Regions from separate parts of the Mus musculus genome. Here region 2 is linked to region 1. Evidence: chromatin contacts called from public HiChIP or PLAC-seq data. All regions are on one chromosome and are shown on one strand. The core of a region is the stretch at or near the end of the contact, and the rest is flanking DNA. Distances in the headings are between cores, read along the strand shown.

Region 1 (7,816 bases), core at 2,846-5,345:
AAGGCAAATGGTATAACAGCTATATGAAATCTCAGGGTTTTTTTTTTTTCTTTCCCTCAAATATTGATATCAGTGACTCAACCCTAACGTATTAAATACCAGTGAGCGTACAAATGGATGGAGCTGAAGGTTTCCTTTCTAACTACTCTATCCTATCACATGTTTCCCATGTTCATACTTAAACATAGTAGTTAAACCTGCCAATTCTCCCCTTCATCAGCCGCCTCGCTCAGGGCATGCCTCCCCTTCAGCTTCTCACACCAATCACAGCCTGCAACTACTTTCCACAGTAATGCCGGCTAACTGAATACTTCAGAGTCCTGAGGTAATAAAATATATTTGGGGTGGCTTTTATATTTTTGTGGGGGCAGTTGATGTTAAGTGAAAAACCTAGCAAAATTTCTAGCTACTGGATCAGACTTGTGAATAAAGAGAAGAATGCACAGTTGAGTTTATGAGTGTTTTAGATAGTTAACTCAAGAACTGATTATCCATTTTATTGAGCATATCCTATATATAATACATAGTATGAAATACAAAAAGTACAACTGTAAAATGCAACAGACTCTATGATTAATAACTATGGTATGATATCTGGGGTTTAATTTTAGTTCATATGTAACTGACAAAGACATATTTGGATCGCCTAAAACAAGGAAATAACTTTTTTTTTCTTTTGACAAAACATCTATGGTCTTGCACCATGCAAAACCAGCTGAAATAGATTTGGCCTTAGAAACCGCATTAGTTATCCAGGTCCGTGCAGCCATCTTAGCAGTTAGCCACACAGCACAGCTAAGGTTTCTGATCTCACGGTTTCTGAAGACCAGGACCCCAGGGAATGGTTTTCTGGCTCAGAGTTGCTTAGGAAGTTGCACCGAAGGTGTTAGGAAGATAAGTTCTGGCCTTTGAAGTCCAGATATTCACGTCTGAGAGAACCGATGTTCCAGAGCTCTCCAGAGGAGCGACTGCTGGCTTTCCATAAACAGGTGCAGCAGAGCCCCATCAAACAGGCTTTCCCGGTGGGCTCAGGCCATCACATGCCTGAGGAAGAGACCCAGCAGAGCATTCAGGGAGCCTTAGCAACTCTGAGGCACACGCTCTCCCTTCTGCTTTGCTCTGTCCCTTAGCACTCCTAGATGCTGAAAGCATGTGATAAGCACGTGATGTGATTAGCTTGCCGGATCAATCATTCCACATCCTCCCCGACAGCATCACATTAGATGACACACTTTTCCAATTGTCTCTCAATTAAAAATAAAAGGCAATCATTATGTTTAGCTGATTTGCAGAAGGATTTTGGGAGATGGGAAAGACTTGTTAAATCTCACAAAGCTAAGGTCTGACTAATTAAAAATATCTAGTGGGAATCTATTCTTGCATGGACTTCTTACTCTTTGTGGATAACTTTCATGCAGCTTACTTTCTTTCCTGATTGAAATGCATTATTGTATAATTTTCAACAAATATAAAAAGTTGGAGAAACACGAATCACAAATAATTCTATAATCTATACATAACTTGTTTTGAGTTTGTGAGTGGATACACAGCATTAGTGTGCAAATACACAAATAATAACCTAATGGATGAGTATTTTATGATATGATTATATATTCTTATATTTATAAAGAAAATTTAGCTCTACTATTAAAATATAATTTTAATGACTGCAGCATCAGCACAGTAAACAACTTTGAAGAAAGCCTTTGTATCTCTGATGCCCATATAACATCTTATAAATAGAATTATAAATAAATTATAGGATAAATTTAACATCTAACTCGTGCTTAAAGGGGGAAAAACATTTGCTGCAGCAAACATTGTCACTATCTGCCGAATAGTTTAATCTTTGCTAGGGATCTTGTTGCACTGATATGGTAGCTTTTATTTTCTCTGCCCAAATTCAGTTTGAAATCGGCCCTGGGTGGTGGGGGTTCAGAAGTTTCCTTTGCAGCTTACACAATATCATATGTTGCCAGCAGAGGGCGTACTGTAAAAACATAGCCGTTGGAGGTCTTTGAGGCTTCCATGGCTCCTGGAGACCAGATTTTTCCTTCTTCACCCTTTATCCCGTGTTTTCCCCAGTGCTAGCAGCCTGTGAGGTGCAGAGCTCTGCGGTTCTGTTTACCTGGTCCATTTATCCAGTTTTTGATTCAGGCAGTGGTGGTATAACTAGAACCCAGTGTAGGTCAGATCACTAGCCAGAATCCTCGTGTCTATATTTAGTCCTCATCTCTACGAACACTCAAAACAGGGCTGTGTGAGGCTGGCTTTGCCAGGTACCCATTAGAGCTCTATTTCTATCTTTTCTGTTGCCGTCCTATCATAGTTAAATAATTCTTCATGCTAAACTCACTTTATGTGACTGCACGGTTTCTCTCTAGTGATTTGAACTGATGATGCAGTTGGTCATTGTTGAATATGATACTTGGAATACACTTAGTAGTTATTTGCATTTCTCTCCTATGAGTTTTCATACCATCTTCCCTTTCCTCTGTAAGGCTTGCTGGGCTTTGTACATAATTTGTATGTATACATATATCTCATTTTGAGATAGGGCCTTATTTAAGGCACAGGTTGGCTTGGAGCTTACTAAGCAGTCTGCACTGGCCTGGATTTATAGAAATATTCCTTCCTTCACCTCCTGAGGGTAAGATTTCAAGGATATGCCATCATACCTGGGTAGGTTTTCCAATATATTACGATCTTTTGGTCCATTCTTAGTGAGATGAAACCATTCCTTTCTTGATCAATAGGCAAAACATTAGAAATGTAAGATTTCATTTCAACCAGTGAGGTAGGCTTCCCTGGACACAAAGGCCACACTGTTGCTATCCTGTCAGCCAGATTCCGACTCCGAGTTCTGGCGATGCTGACCATGATTAACTCACTGTTAGAACTGTTCCACAATTTAATGTTGATAATACAACCTCACCGTAGTACAGGTAACCCGACTGAACAATGTCAGACGAAATTCAAATGGAAGTCATTTGGGGATAGAAGAATATTGATTAAACCTCCTTGTTGATATAAGTTTACAAATAAAACCCCATAGTATTTTTGCTTTTCCAGGTGGGATTAGCAGACCTGTGAGACCCTGAAGAGGGTCTTATACAACAGCAAGGATGCTGTGATGTCCTGCCTGGCTCAGCTATAGTAGCATGGCTTTATCTGCAGGAATCTTCTGCAACAGTGACACATTTGCGGTAAGATGCATTTGCGGTAAGTCCTCTCCTAGCAAACACAGTATACTTTATGTTTGTGGTATATATTTGTTTACAAGGGTAAAGAAAGATAATGACTATAATCCCTTTTTAAAGACATTTAAAACAGCTTGGATGTTATCAGTTAGTTGCACAGAAGGGTGTGGGGACAAATGAAGGGCATGAACAATCAGAGTTTAGGTTTTTTTTAATAATATTTGTTTATTTATAACATATATAGCTGTTTTGCCTCCCTCTGTGTCTGTGTGCCCCGTGCTTGCAATGCCCACATAGGTGGGTACCAGATCCTCTAGGACGGGGGTTGCAGATAATTGCCAGTTGCCCTGTAGATGCTGGGAACTGAACTGGGGATTTCTGGAAGCGTAGTCAATGCTCTTAACCACGTAGCCATCACTCCAGCCTCGAGTTTAGGTTTCTTTACAAAAATCCAAAACCACTTTATTTTAAAAGGTCGGGTACTCTGATACTTCAGAGTTTAAAATCATCAGCCCTTGTAGATCTATTCCTAAATCTTATGAAAATGCTCAGATGTTTACACAGCTGTGAAACAGGGTCAGTTCAGATCGCTGATGGCTTGAGAATGTGTTTCTTGTTGACATCAGGAACTGGAAATGTTTACTTCCCGTCATTTATGAGTCATCAAGTATCTCGGCTCTTTTAAGAGCGCAAGATAAAACAAGCTTAAACCAGGTGATAAGAGCAGAGTCCACTTGAGTCTGAGCTCACCCGAGAACTTGCTATCGAGGACATTTGGAATGGGCAGTGTGCAGGCTTCCCTTCAGTTACTGAAATGAAGTCCCATCTTGCCTTAGTCCAACTCTGAACCGCAGCCAACCTCTGCATTTCAAAGAGGAAGCAGGCTGCTCGGCATTCGTTCGTCCAAAGCTTCAGAGCCATGCATATTAGGATGCAGAGCAGACCACACACGGATTCTGCAGTGCTCCCTCTAACTCCGCTGAGCAGGGCTTCTAGACTGTGGTCTCCGTTTTAGCTGCCTGTTTACTCTGTAGACACTTCAGGATAAAGGCCCTTTCGGTATTGAATCTGGAAAGGAGAGCAAGAATATAAAAAACTGGGTACCGGGAGGGCATGAAACCTACGGAAGGACGAAATATCCAGGGGTCCACTCTGGACTCACTTTGCCATAATTCTCTCAATCTCCATTTTCTCTTCTTCATCTAATCTTTGAAGGATGGATTCCAAGAAAGAAAAGTGAAAATTAATGTACGGAGCCACCTGGAAAGGAAAACAGGAGGTTTTAGGTTAAGAAGCACCCTGTCAGTGGGAGACGCGCAAGCGCAAACGCAAACGCAAACATGCAGAGACCACGGGCGCCCATACATCTCTGCTGATTTCTTCTGCATCTTTATCCATGAGGAAGATCCGAGCATTGCTTTTGGATGGTCCTTGTAGTAACCTCTGCAGCAGTGGGACATCGGTCTTCTTTAGCTTTCTCTGCTCTGCAAATGTATAAGGAATGGACCACAGTAAATGTTAATCCTAGACAAAGAAAAGAAGGCAATTTTGTCTTTTGGTCTTCCCTTGACTTGTTTTAGAGGCAATAGAGTCCAAGAACTCCCATCCTGCAAAAAGGAGAGCCATGCCCCATTACCCATGGTGAATACATTCCCAGACCCCAAGGAACATGTGACACTCTAATGGTATATAATGCCATATGTTCATCTATCTGTCCTATACATACATATACATACATATCTATAATCAAGTTTAATTTATAAATTAGTCAGAGTAAGAGGTAAGCATCACTAGTAACAAGATAGAGCAACCACAATATAATTTAATAAAACTGTCAGCGCTATTGCTTTTATACTTCTTTGAGAGCATTTACATCCCCTGCTGAAGTATTACCTGAAGACTAACACTATGGAGCCTCCATGGTGGACCTGCTAACTAAGCCGATACTAAGTGACTAATGGGCAGGTTGGATCTACGTGTGGATAAATCATCCCAGAAGCGGCAGTGAAGAACAGAACAAGCGTTCATCACTAGCTGATGGTACACATTTTAAAGCTTATGAATTGTTATTTCTGGAAACATTCATTCAATATTCTTGGACTATGTTTGACACTGGCTAACAGTAACCTTACATTTTAGATAAGAAAACATTTGTATCCATTGAAATTAAAAAGAAAAACCTTTACATAAACTCCAAATGAACTTCTTCCTCTCAATATAGGGTCTGACTTTACTAGTTCAAATAAGTTGACCTTAATTTCAGTTATTTAGACAAAGCTCTGGTCCTACTGAGGGAGCTACATGGCTTCATTCATTCATTCATTCATTCATTCATTCATTCACATTTGTTCATGCATTGATTCAACAAACACTTATTTCCAAGTTCAGCTACTGTAATTCTATTTGATAGTTGTTCTCAACTCCTTTTGTTCCTATCTCTCATTCAGTTCTTGGGTTTTCCAAGAACTAAAATAAGAATGTAGAATTAGTGAGGTTAGTTTTTTCATTATCTGTGGGTTTCATCTCTTCAGCCATGGAAAGGAGACAAAAGAAAACGGATAGAGTTTCAGAATTTCAAATGTAAAATGTTAGAATAAATGCCCTACCACAAAAGTACCTCTCATACTTCCTCCAAGCGACCTCCCGTGTGGGATTTCACTTTAACAAAAGGGAAGCACAGAGAAAAGCCCCCAGCCCCCCAGCTTCTCTTCTTTTCTCACCTCCTTCCTCGAGATGAGCAAATCTGTTTCTCATCTCTGGATTAGATTTATTCTTGTTTCCATTCCCGTTCACCATGCACTGATTTCTGCCCCCTGCCATGTCTGGGGCAACAGGAAGCCCTCAGGTTCTGTTCCTCTCCTCAGCGCTGCAGAATCCTCTCTCTATCTTAAAGTCTCATGCTCACCTGGCTTCACACCCTCAGCTGCGTCCATAGCTGACATTCCCAAGTGTCTTGCTTCTTGGTGACCTGGAACCATTACTGAAAACACATCCCCCGCTGCCCCCAGCCCTGAGTTCTGTTCGCATTCCTTCCCAAAGGAGAGCTCATAGTCTTATGATGTGTCAGACTCGGTGGCAGGGTCAGAGAGGTGGCATGTTGTGATGACCAACACACGAGGGTAAGGAGGGACAAGAGCTAGGTGCAGAGGTGACTCACAGGGAGTCCAACACCTCCTGGGCAGCTTCCTGAGATTCTGACCTCTACTCAGACAACTCAACGTCTGGCATACAAGCAAAGTCCGTGTATCATAACCTCCTGGAAGGTATTTATCCTAAGTTATCTCTCCCTGGAGTTGGAGAAGATATATGTATGATACTCAAGAACCATCTCTCCAGGTTGGGAGTGTAGCTCAGTGGTAGACTGTGTGTTAGGCTTACACCCAAACTGTAACCAACAACCATGATAACAAACCCTTTCCCGTCTCTCCTCTCTTTTGTGATTCTGTTTCTTTCCTTTGTTGACAGATGCAGGTGGCTCTTCTGCCTTCCTTATGGAGAGAAAACTAACATTCTGCAGTGGTCAATTTTTCTTACCTCCTGTCCCAAAAATAATGTAAAGAGCGAAATCCCGAGGGCTATTCTCAATCTGTCAATAGAAAAAAAAATGGAATAAATGTAATTGTTTCAGATGATGTTATTAGACCCAAAGTATTGGGGGGGGGTGTCCCATTGCCCCTTCACTGTCAGCATGACATCTTCCCAGCTCCTGGGGGGATAATGTGAATTTCTGGGCTACAGCTACCCCAAGGAAATTGGAGGAAGTTCTCGTCCATCAAAGTTGAACAGATGATGTTGGTTCACAGCCCTCAGCTCTTTTCCCAAAAACTGCATTTATGTGTTGCCATTAGCTTTTACTTACGCACATGGTAAAGCTCGGGTTAGTGGTCAGGATTACCTTAAATTTCTGGAGAAGTTGCTTTATTACTTCTTCAGTTCTCATGATACTATTGGCTCTGACCTTAGTCTCTGATCCGAAAGTTGGGGTGAAGATGGATGTCTAAAAGACAATAATAAATCACATGAGACCTCAAGACTCTATCAACTAACTAACATCAGTATCTTGAACCTGAAGTGGTGGTGGTGGGGGATGTAATTCTAAGAAGTGATGATGCAACTCCTTGTGATGTCACAGTGTTCACAAATAAACACAGATTTAATGATTATTATTGTATGAATGATAATGCTAAGCACTATATGAAATGTTCTAAGCTCTTCATAAATATTGACTTAATTCTTATAACAAGTACTAAGAGTGAATTTTAAGTTATAGGATATAAACATCACATGTTTAGGGGCTGAGAGTCAGTGCTGAGAGTACTTGCAGCTCTGGCAGAGAACTCATAAGTATTTGTCAAATGAATGAAGACACAAGTGACTGCTAGACCCTGCGGCATGAAAAAGCTCTGAATTCTGGGAGAAACGATGACATGTTTCTGACCTCCGGCATGTGAAATGTCTTATATGTGTTATAGAAAGATGTGTGTACATTTTACACATCGTAGCAAAAGACAAGTCAGAACAGAAATTTTATCTAAACCGTGGCCACACTTGTATAAACAACTTGTGTGTAAGTTTGAGACCTAAAGGGCAGATTGCAGAATGTGATGTACATCTGG
Region 2 (7,816 bases), core at 1,914-4,413, 700 kb after region 1:
CCAAGTTAGAAGGCTTTACTTAAAAGTTGAATTGAATTGTTCCTTTTTTTTCTTTCTTTCTTAAATAAAGAAGTCATAGAGAAATCTTCTGAGCTGCTTAGGGTGCTGGCCTTATCGTGGCTGCCAAGGTGTTTCTTCATCTGGAAAAGCCAAGTTAATAGAAGGCTGCTGTGGTGGCCATCATTGCAACAGAGCCATGATTTCTGTCTCAGAGAATGGACAGAGCAACAGAATGACACCAGTGACTTTGCACAACTGTTATGATCTCTGGATCTCAGCACATCGCTTCTGACGAATGACTATTCGAGTCACTGTATGTCCCTACATAATCACCACAACCACTTCACACTGCCGGTGTCCTCCCCCAAAAGACATGTGTCTTTTACACAAAAGTGGCTGAGACCCAACTTCCAGCCAAACATGATAGCATTTGTACTTGCTACAGTATAAGACAAATAAGATATATCTGTGATAAAACAGAACTCCTAGAAGCAAGGGCATAGTGGACAACATCGGTCAGGGTAAGATTCCTCCTTCTCATGACCCACTGAGATGAGGAAGGCCATCAGTTTTCACATTTTTGTACTCAGGGGACACAGCCCTTCACACATCCTATGAACTACCGGTTGTCCCATCAAGAATGCCCACGGAGCCACTTTGGGATCTAGACTTCAGGTGACTCACTCTTTCATGTAGGTCTCCTGTAAAGAAGATAAACTAACCTACAGAAAACACACTGGATTTCTACTCACTCCACCCAATAGTAACTTTTAGAAATTCTAGCCCAACCTAAAATTCTCGTGATGAATGGCTTTGCCAGGTATGGTGTTGGCTCTGACAAAACCTGAGTAAGAGCCTGCGCAACGGCCACTCCCCACCAAAGGAATCAACATGCAGAAAATGCGAAAGGATGATCACTCTGTTGCTTACATGACACAACTTCCCTCTAGACAAATATTAGTCAATCTGGAAAGTTTTCAAAAGAATCCCCACCTTCACTCAGGGCTACCAGTTTGATAGCAATCACCCATATCGAAAAATAAAATAAAATAAAATAAAATAAAATAAAATAAAATAAAAATAAAAATAAATTTAAAAAACCAACCAACCAACCAAACAAACAAACAAAGAAAACAAAAGAACAGTGGCCAGATTCTACATATTTGCCTGGTCTCTCAAGTTAGTTAACATAACTATTTACTAAGGGTTCTGCAAAAAATAGCAAGAAGGTATGATGTTCATAACTATTGCTCTATGTAGAGTCCAAATAAAAATAAACAAAACCATCTTCTTAAAAATCTAAGTGCTGATAAAAATAAATGTAAGTCACTTTCAATAAAGTGAAGAATGAGTACTTAAGTGATTTTAAAATGAATTAATATAAAAACGCACATATAAGTTATATTAAATAAAAGGATATATGTAATGTTGCTAAATGATGTAACCTATCAATAACGAAAATATTGGGGAGTTGTAGACAAACAATTAAATTCTATATTGTAGATAATTTTTTGTTGATATATATGATTGAAAATGTCTTAAAAGAAAGAAAATATTCTAGGCAGATGCAGAGAAAAATACCTGTGATAAGAAAACATTTGTTTCTTAGGTAGTCATGGTTAATGCAAAAAAATCAAGTGTAATATGAGAAAACTTAATGAAATATAGAAGTTGATCATGGAAAATAACTGCTGTAAATGACTATTAACCAGTCAATTTTCTCAAAATGCAAAGATGCATTACTACAAAGTTCATGGTTATTCTACATACACTGAACCTTGTATTCTTGGTATGTACAGTCTAGAAAGGATTTGGCCAAGCTAACAGGCAGTAACATAACCACAGTGAGCAATGCAAGGCATGCTCAGAGCATATAGGATGCTCACCTTGCTACTCCAGGTATACTAGTGAAGGAGACTCCTAATGATTATATATACCACCTTGGCGAAGAGCTAGCAATTGAAGCAAACAAACAAAGCAGATATTCAGTGGCTGACTGGGAGGCACACACTTAAAATAAGATACTAAGGATACTGAGATGTTAAAGGAGAGATATTTCCTTATAAGGTATAAAGAAGAGCATATAGATAAGAAAGAGCATAGCTCTGCATCATAAGTAGTATTTTTATACAAGTTTCTTTTCAAAAAATTGTATTGCATTTTCTGTGTGTATGTGTGTGTGTGTGTGTGTGTGTGTGTGTATGTGTATGTGTATTCATATTCATCATGTGTCCTGAGGCTCATGTGAAAATCAAGATGCTTGTAGGCATCAGCACTCGCCTTCCACCACTTTGGTCTCAGGGACTGAACTCGGGTTGTCCGGTCAGGCTGGGTGGCACGCAGCCTGACCACTGAGCCATCTCACCAGCCCACATGAGCTTCTCTTAAAGGAAAAGGGCGCAATAGTGATTATGTCAGCCCTCTGTTTGCAGAAGATCTCTTACTTTAAAGCAAACATAAACCAAATGCCAAGTGTGTCCTGTAGTTAGGAAGAGACCAGGCAGTTTGCAGGTCAGAGCATACAGAATCCCTCATTCCACGGGGCCCTGGGAAACCGTGGCCACAGGGATGTGTGTAAGGGGGAGGTGTAGTGGCAGCGTGAAAGGGATTATGTCTTGTATCTCACATCACAAACTAAGCGAATGTGACCCGGTGACACTACAGAACTCCTGCCTCAGATCTGGCTGACCGAAGGGAAAAGCCAGCTTCAAAGAGCAGCAGAGATCTGTTTTCTTGGTCCTTTGCAGAGGATGATAGATGAATGACTATGATCCTTTAATCCATGTCCTGTATAGCAAAGGTCTAACCCAAACCTCTAAATCTAAAGGCGCACTTGCTCCCTTCTTTCTGCCCAGTTTCATTGGACTAGGCTATGCTTGCTTTTTTCCCTGTTCAGCTAAGTGAAGCCCTTACTCCACTTCCAGGCTGTTGTGGAGCCTTTCTCCCAAGCAGTTCTGTCCCTTGCTACATGCGCTAACCTAACACACCTCAGTGTGACTGGCGCGTGCGCGTGCGCGTGCGCGTGCGCGTGCGCGTGCGCGTGTGTGTGTGTGTGTGTGTGTGTGTGTGTGTGTGTGTGCCTGCCTTGCTATCTCTCTAATTCCACTGTGCACCCACAGAGCCCGCCGCAAAACAATAGTGCTCAGTAAGCATTAGTGGACTGAGAGGCTAGGGAAGGAAAAGGGGAAGTGAGAAGGGCAGGGTGGAGAGAAGGAAATAGGGAGGGAAGAATGGGAAAGGGAAACAAGGAAACTAGAAATGTCCCCCTGAAACCACAGTCAGTGCAACTTCCTTCCACCCGGAGGGGGGTGAATGGGACAATGAATGGTGCCTACCAGCTAACTCTATATCAAAAATAAAGAAGATATTAGCAAATCTATTCCCTTACATCCTTGAGGTTTTTCAAAAAAAATTTTATAAACATTTTTTTAAATTTTTTGCAAACAAATCACCTTTTATTGGAGGGAATTAGAAATTGAAATGCATGCAGAACAAAGGTAGCAAGCAGCCTGGGCAATGGCCATGCCCCACTGCCATTGTTGCCATCCCCATGGAGGCCTGGGTGGGGGTGGGGATGGGGGATGGGGGATGGGGATGGGAGTCGGGTAGGAGGCAATGCAGATCTATGCAAGGCAGAGTGGGAAATAAAGTAACAGGCAGGAAGCTATTCTTTCTCTTTGACTTCTAAGGGATAAATGCAGTTTGATAACTCATTAAAAAACACACAGCTCCCAGACTTTCAATTGAGTACTGGAAAACACATTCTGACACTCAAACCGTATTTCACATGGGTCACGTGCTACAACTGACTTTAGCTGTAATGTTGGAAAATCTGCAGCTATATTGAGTAAATTCCTGGGTTCACTTCTAGAAAAGCATTCAGTCATCAGTCCTGAGGACTGTGCCTCCCGTCATCAAATCCTCGCCCACAGCCAGAGTACCTGACATAGCCCAAGAGACGAGCTGATGCTTCCTGAATGAATGTCTGCACATTGCTGCCTTTCCATTAACAGAAGATGAAGCAATATAGATAAGTAGCCCTGCTCTCCTGACGGGTGAGATGCACCCGCTGACTCATGAGCATCCGTGACTCCTTGGTGGACACCAGATGCTGAGCTGTTCTCGGCAACGTTGTTTATTATGCTTTCATATTAGGAAGTTAAAACAGCAAAAGAATATTAATATAATAAGCCTTGGACATGAGAGTTAAGCCCACGCACAATTTAGTGCTTGTTAACAGCCTGTGACGAAGGCAGAAATCATCAAAAAAGGCAAGTCATTAGGTTGAGAGTGTAATTGTCAACAGAAATACTATCTCCTCATCTGCTGGGCATTAGTCAGCGGAGGGACCTCAGCAGTAACATTCATCTTCAGAGGTCATGCTAATGTTCTGGGGGAGGGCAGATCTCCAACTCAACCTCTCCTCCCCTCTGCTCCCCACACAACCTAACATCATTTTTACTAAAGAAATAACAGGCTTTGGGGAATTATACCCTGCCCTGCGGCCTATAAATGCCCAGCTACAACTTCTTGATTCTTTCCTTTCTCTCCTCCCCGGTCCCTGAGGAAGGTGAGTCTCTCTATCCCTGAGCCACATTTGGATGACACCCCCCCTCCCGCCCCCAGTTGTCTTCCTGTTCACACCCAGGCCTTCTGGTTCAAACAGGTTCACCTCCCAGCAATGCCCGGGCACTTGCCATCCTTACAGCTCCCTGGCCCCGCCCTCTTCCATGGTTCTTCCCTTTCTCAGACTTTCCAGAAGAGAAGTTAACTCTCTCCCCGCCCTCTTAGATCACCCCTCAGGTAGTGAGTGGCCCTCTGCCCTTGAACTTACCCATTCACTAAATGCTACAATGACTGACACTGTTGAAAGCTTGCAAGCCTGTTGGCCACTGAACTAGTCACTCCAGATCTCATTCTGGGTGTGACTCCGCTCAGCTACAGACCCTGCTTTCTCTCTGCATAGCCCCATTGGGCAGAGGTCCAACTCAACTCAACGTCGCTCTCTCACTCTGCTCGGAGACAATGACTGTTCTCATGTGTGTGTGTGTGTGTTTGTGTGTGTGTGTGTGTGTGTGTGTGTGTGTGTGTGTGTGTGTGTGTGTTTTAAATCTGTTTATGTCTGGAAAAACCCATGAGGAAATGTGATACTCAATAAAGATAATGATAAAGATATTTTAAAATGAGAGTTTGAAGAGAGGTACCCCATGGGTAGATAAAGTTTTTCCCAAAGTCATAGGTTACTAAAGGAGTTTACCAGTGTCTGGGTCCTTGTGAGTTGTTAGCCAGGGAGGCCATTGAGTTACACAAACAATACAATCAATTGCCATTGCTGTTAGATGATCATCAGAAGAGACACTAAGAACCTAATATTGAAGAGGCAAAATGCCTTGCTTGGTCAAGGGATATAGAAATATCAACCTCTATTTGTCTGGGAGCCTCCTTCTTGCTGGCTAGCTTAGATAGTTCCAGACGGTGCTATACTGGCTGCTGGGGAGAACAAATATCAACAGACTTAACTTTGCTGTGGACCCTGTTTGCAACCATACACATTGGCACAATAATGGGATCCCTGTTATAGTGAAAAGCCATCCACTTTCTTTTTTTTATTATTATGTATTTTCCTCAATTACATTTCCAATGCTATCCCAAAAGTCCCCCATACCCTCCCCGCCATCCACTTTGTAATTGGATTTGATTCCTGTTCCTCTAGAGGGAATGCACACATAGAACTATAAACCTAATTAAATGCTGATGAGGACACAGACACTACAGGGGAAGCTACAGCCTTACCTTTTGCTAGACGGACATGACATGTCTGTTAATCTGCCCTCTAAATAACTGTGCAGGCTCACAGGTGAGTACTGCTGTCAGCTTTTGTCAGAGAAACTTCTCTTTGTCGTGCTCAGTGATGATTGCAAAGATCCGTAAGTGGCCAAAGTACTGGGAATAAATGATTATTGGATGTCTAGACAAAAAAGGAGCAACTGTACAACCCCCAACAAGGCTCAGAGAATATTACAGAATGAGCTGAACGAATGAAAGAGCAGAGGGGTTTATGGAATTCTGACTTCTGCTCAGGACGTGACTTTTGCCCTACTTTTTAGAAGATTTATATTATTTTTAATTATGTGTATCAGGGTATATGGGTGTGAGTATGTGAATGCAGGTTCTTACAAAGGCCAGAAGAGTGCTTTGGACACTGGAGCTGGAGTTATAGGTGGATGCAACTCAGCCAACATGGGTGCAAAGAACCGAAGTTGGATTTTCTGTACGCTAGTGGCTGTTTTTTACTGCTGGAAACTGCTGGATCATCTCTCCAGGCCCATCTCAACTGCAATTGCCTGTGTAAGATCGGCCCAAGATGGAGCCTGTTAGCAGTTTGTCTTGGAAGAGGTAAGGGCTGACAGGGCCTCACCTGCTCCTGAGGATTCATCATGGTCAATGGTTGATACAGAGAAAAGAATATTTTCTTCAGTGGTGTAGTCACAGGAAGTTGTCTAGGTTCCTGAAAATCAAGCATCACCCATGCTCTGATAAACCATCCTAATAAAGCATGCAAAGAAGACAGGAAAGATGGGGGGCACCTGCTTGGGAAGAAGGAGGAGCGACAGACACAGTCAGGAATAAGAGAGAGAAGCTGGGACAGACTTGATCAAAATAAATTACATACATGTATAAATACATCATAATGAAACTCATTTTAACGCATCATTAATAGATACTAATGCAAACATTGACAGGGATTGGAAGATGGTTCAGGGGTGAGAGTGCTTGCTGCACGTGCATGAGGACCTATGTTCCCATCCCCAGTAGCCAGCCACGTCAAAACCCAGGCATGGCTATGTTCTGCTATAATCCCAGCACCTAGGGAGAGGAAGGCAGGAAGAGAGATGAAGCTTTGCAGAGAGAAATAGAGAGAATCCCATACCTTACCCTGTCCTCCACACGTGTGCAGGTGTGGGCTCTTGTGTTCCCACATGCACAAACACTCTAACTCCATACACATAGAAAAGCATTTCTAAAAGTCAATTTAGTCTTTTTTCCAATGTAGTTCAATTATTCACCCTTCTGCCTTCCTTTTAGGCATATTAGCTTAGTCCTGAGTCACCACTGTCTTACAGATATACATCAGCACTTGGGATAGAGGAAAAATGATGAGAAAGCAAGTCCTGGTGGGTACAGAGAAGTTCAGAGCATGGGCTTGCCTTGAACGTTATCTTTAAATTGTTTAAAAAGAACAAGAATTAGATGCATTTCCTAAAGGTTGTATATGACACAGTAGAAAGATAAATCCCTAATCCACAACTTCAAGTCCAGCGACTAATATTATTTAAGTATGTAACATATAAAAGCATTTATTTATTTCTGCAAAGGCTAAAGTATGAGTAATTAATTAATAAGTCTAAGAGAAGTGGTGGAGGATTTCTTACATGTTAGGAACGCCCCAGGAGTACAGGGAATAAACCAATCATGGGTCCTGTTCTCATGGGACAGATGACCCAATGCCTAATAACGGCCAGGAAGAAAGATAAGACAGTATATGAAGAACAAGGGGCTGGAGAGGAATGTGTTGGCGTTTGCTAGACAAGTTGGTTTTCTCATTTGGAGTCTGAGTGTCCCCCCAAAGTCCCATGAGTTAAAGATTTGATTCCCAGGCCATGGGTGCGTTAAGAGAAAACAGTTAAAACAGGACTAGGTAGAGCTGTCCTCTGTCTCTTGCTCCAGTTGATCACCTCAGATTTTGCTGTGGCAGCTGTTTCCTGAGAAAGGAGCTTACTCGGGAAAGATAGCATCTGCTGGTCTCAGACTCACT

Evidence for each region. HiChIP or PLAC-seq counts read pairs in DNA pulled down with a chosen protein or histone mark.
Region 2: a contact with region 1 is called in an H3K4me3 HiChIP or PLAC-seq map of bone marrow-derived macrophages, with 5 times the contacts expected there. The contact joins two enhancer-like sites. A contact is called at or near these places in 3 of 484 Hi-C or Micro-C datasets (cerebellum, embryonic fibroblasts and embryonic stem cells) and 3 of 115 datasets of contacts at active chromatin or transcription factors (astrocytes, bone marrow-derived macrophages and embryonic stem cells).

The regions. Positions count from the first base shown.
Region 1 is chr5:90,599,681-90,607,496 of GRCm38.p6, forward strand. Rassf6 (Ras association (RalGDS/AF-6) domain family member 6) reads right to left here. Exons shown (of 11, transcript NM_028478.3): 7 at 7,096-7,197; 8 at 6,735-6,786; 9 at 4,566-4,684; 10 at 4,363-4,460; 11 at 3,396-4,268. The coding sequence ends at 4,193. Among named protein-coding and RNA genes, the nearest start is that of Gm42109, 19 kb to the left of the region's middle. Within about 2 kb of position 4,096, at least 32 of the 459 cell types and tissues checked have an H3K27ac peak or open chromatin away from gene starts, as enhancers often do. A contact at or near this core is called in bone marrow-derived macrophages, where this site is marked.
Region 2 is chr5:91,299,113-91,306,928 of GRCm38.p6, forward strand. No RefSeq gene overlaps it. Among named protein-coding and RNA genes, the nearest start is that of Gm19619, 20 kb to the left of the region's middle. Within about 2 kb of position 3,164, at least 25 of the 459 cell types and tissues checked have an H3K27ac peak or open chromatin away from gene starts, as enhancers often do. A contact at or near this core is called in bone marrow-derived macrophages, where this site is marked.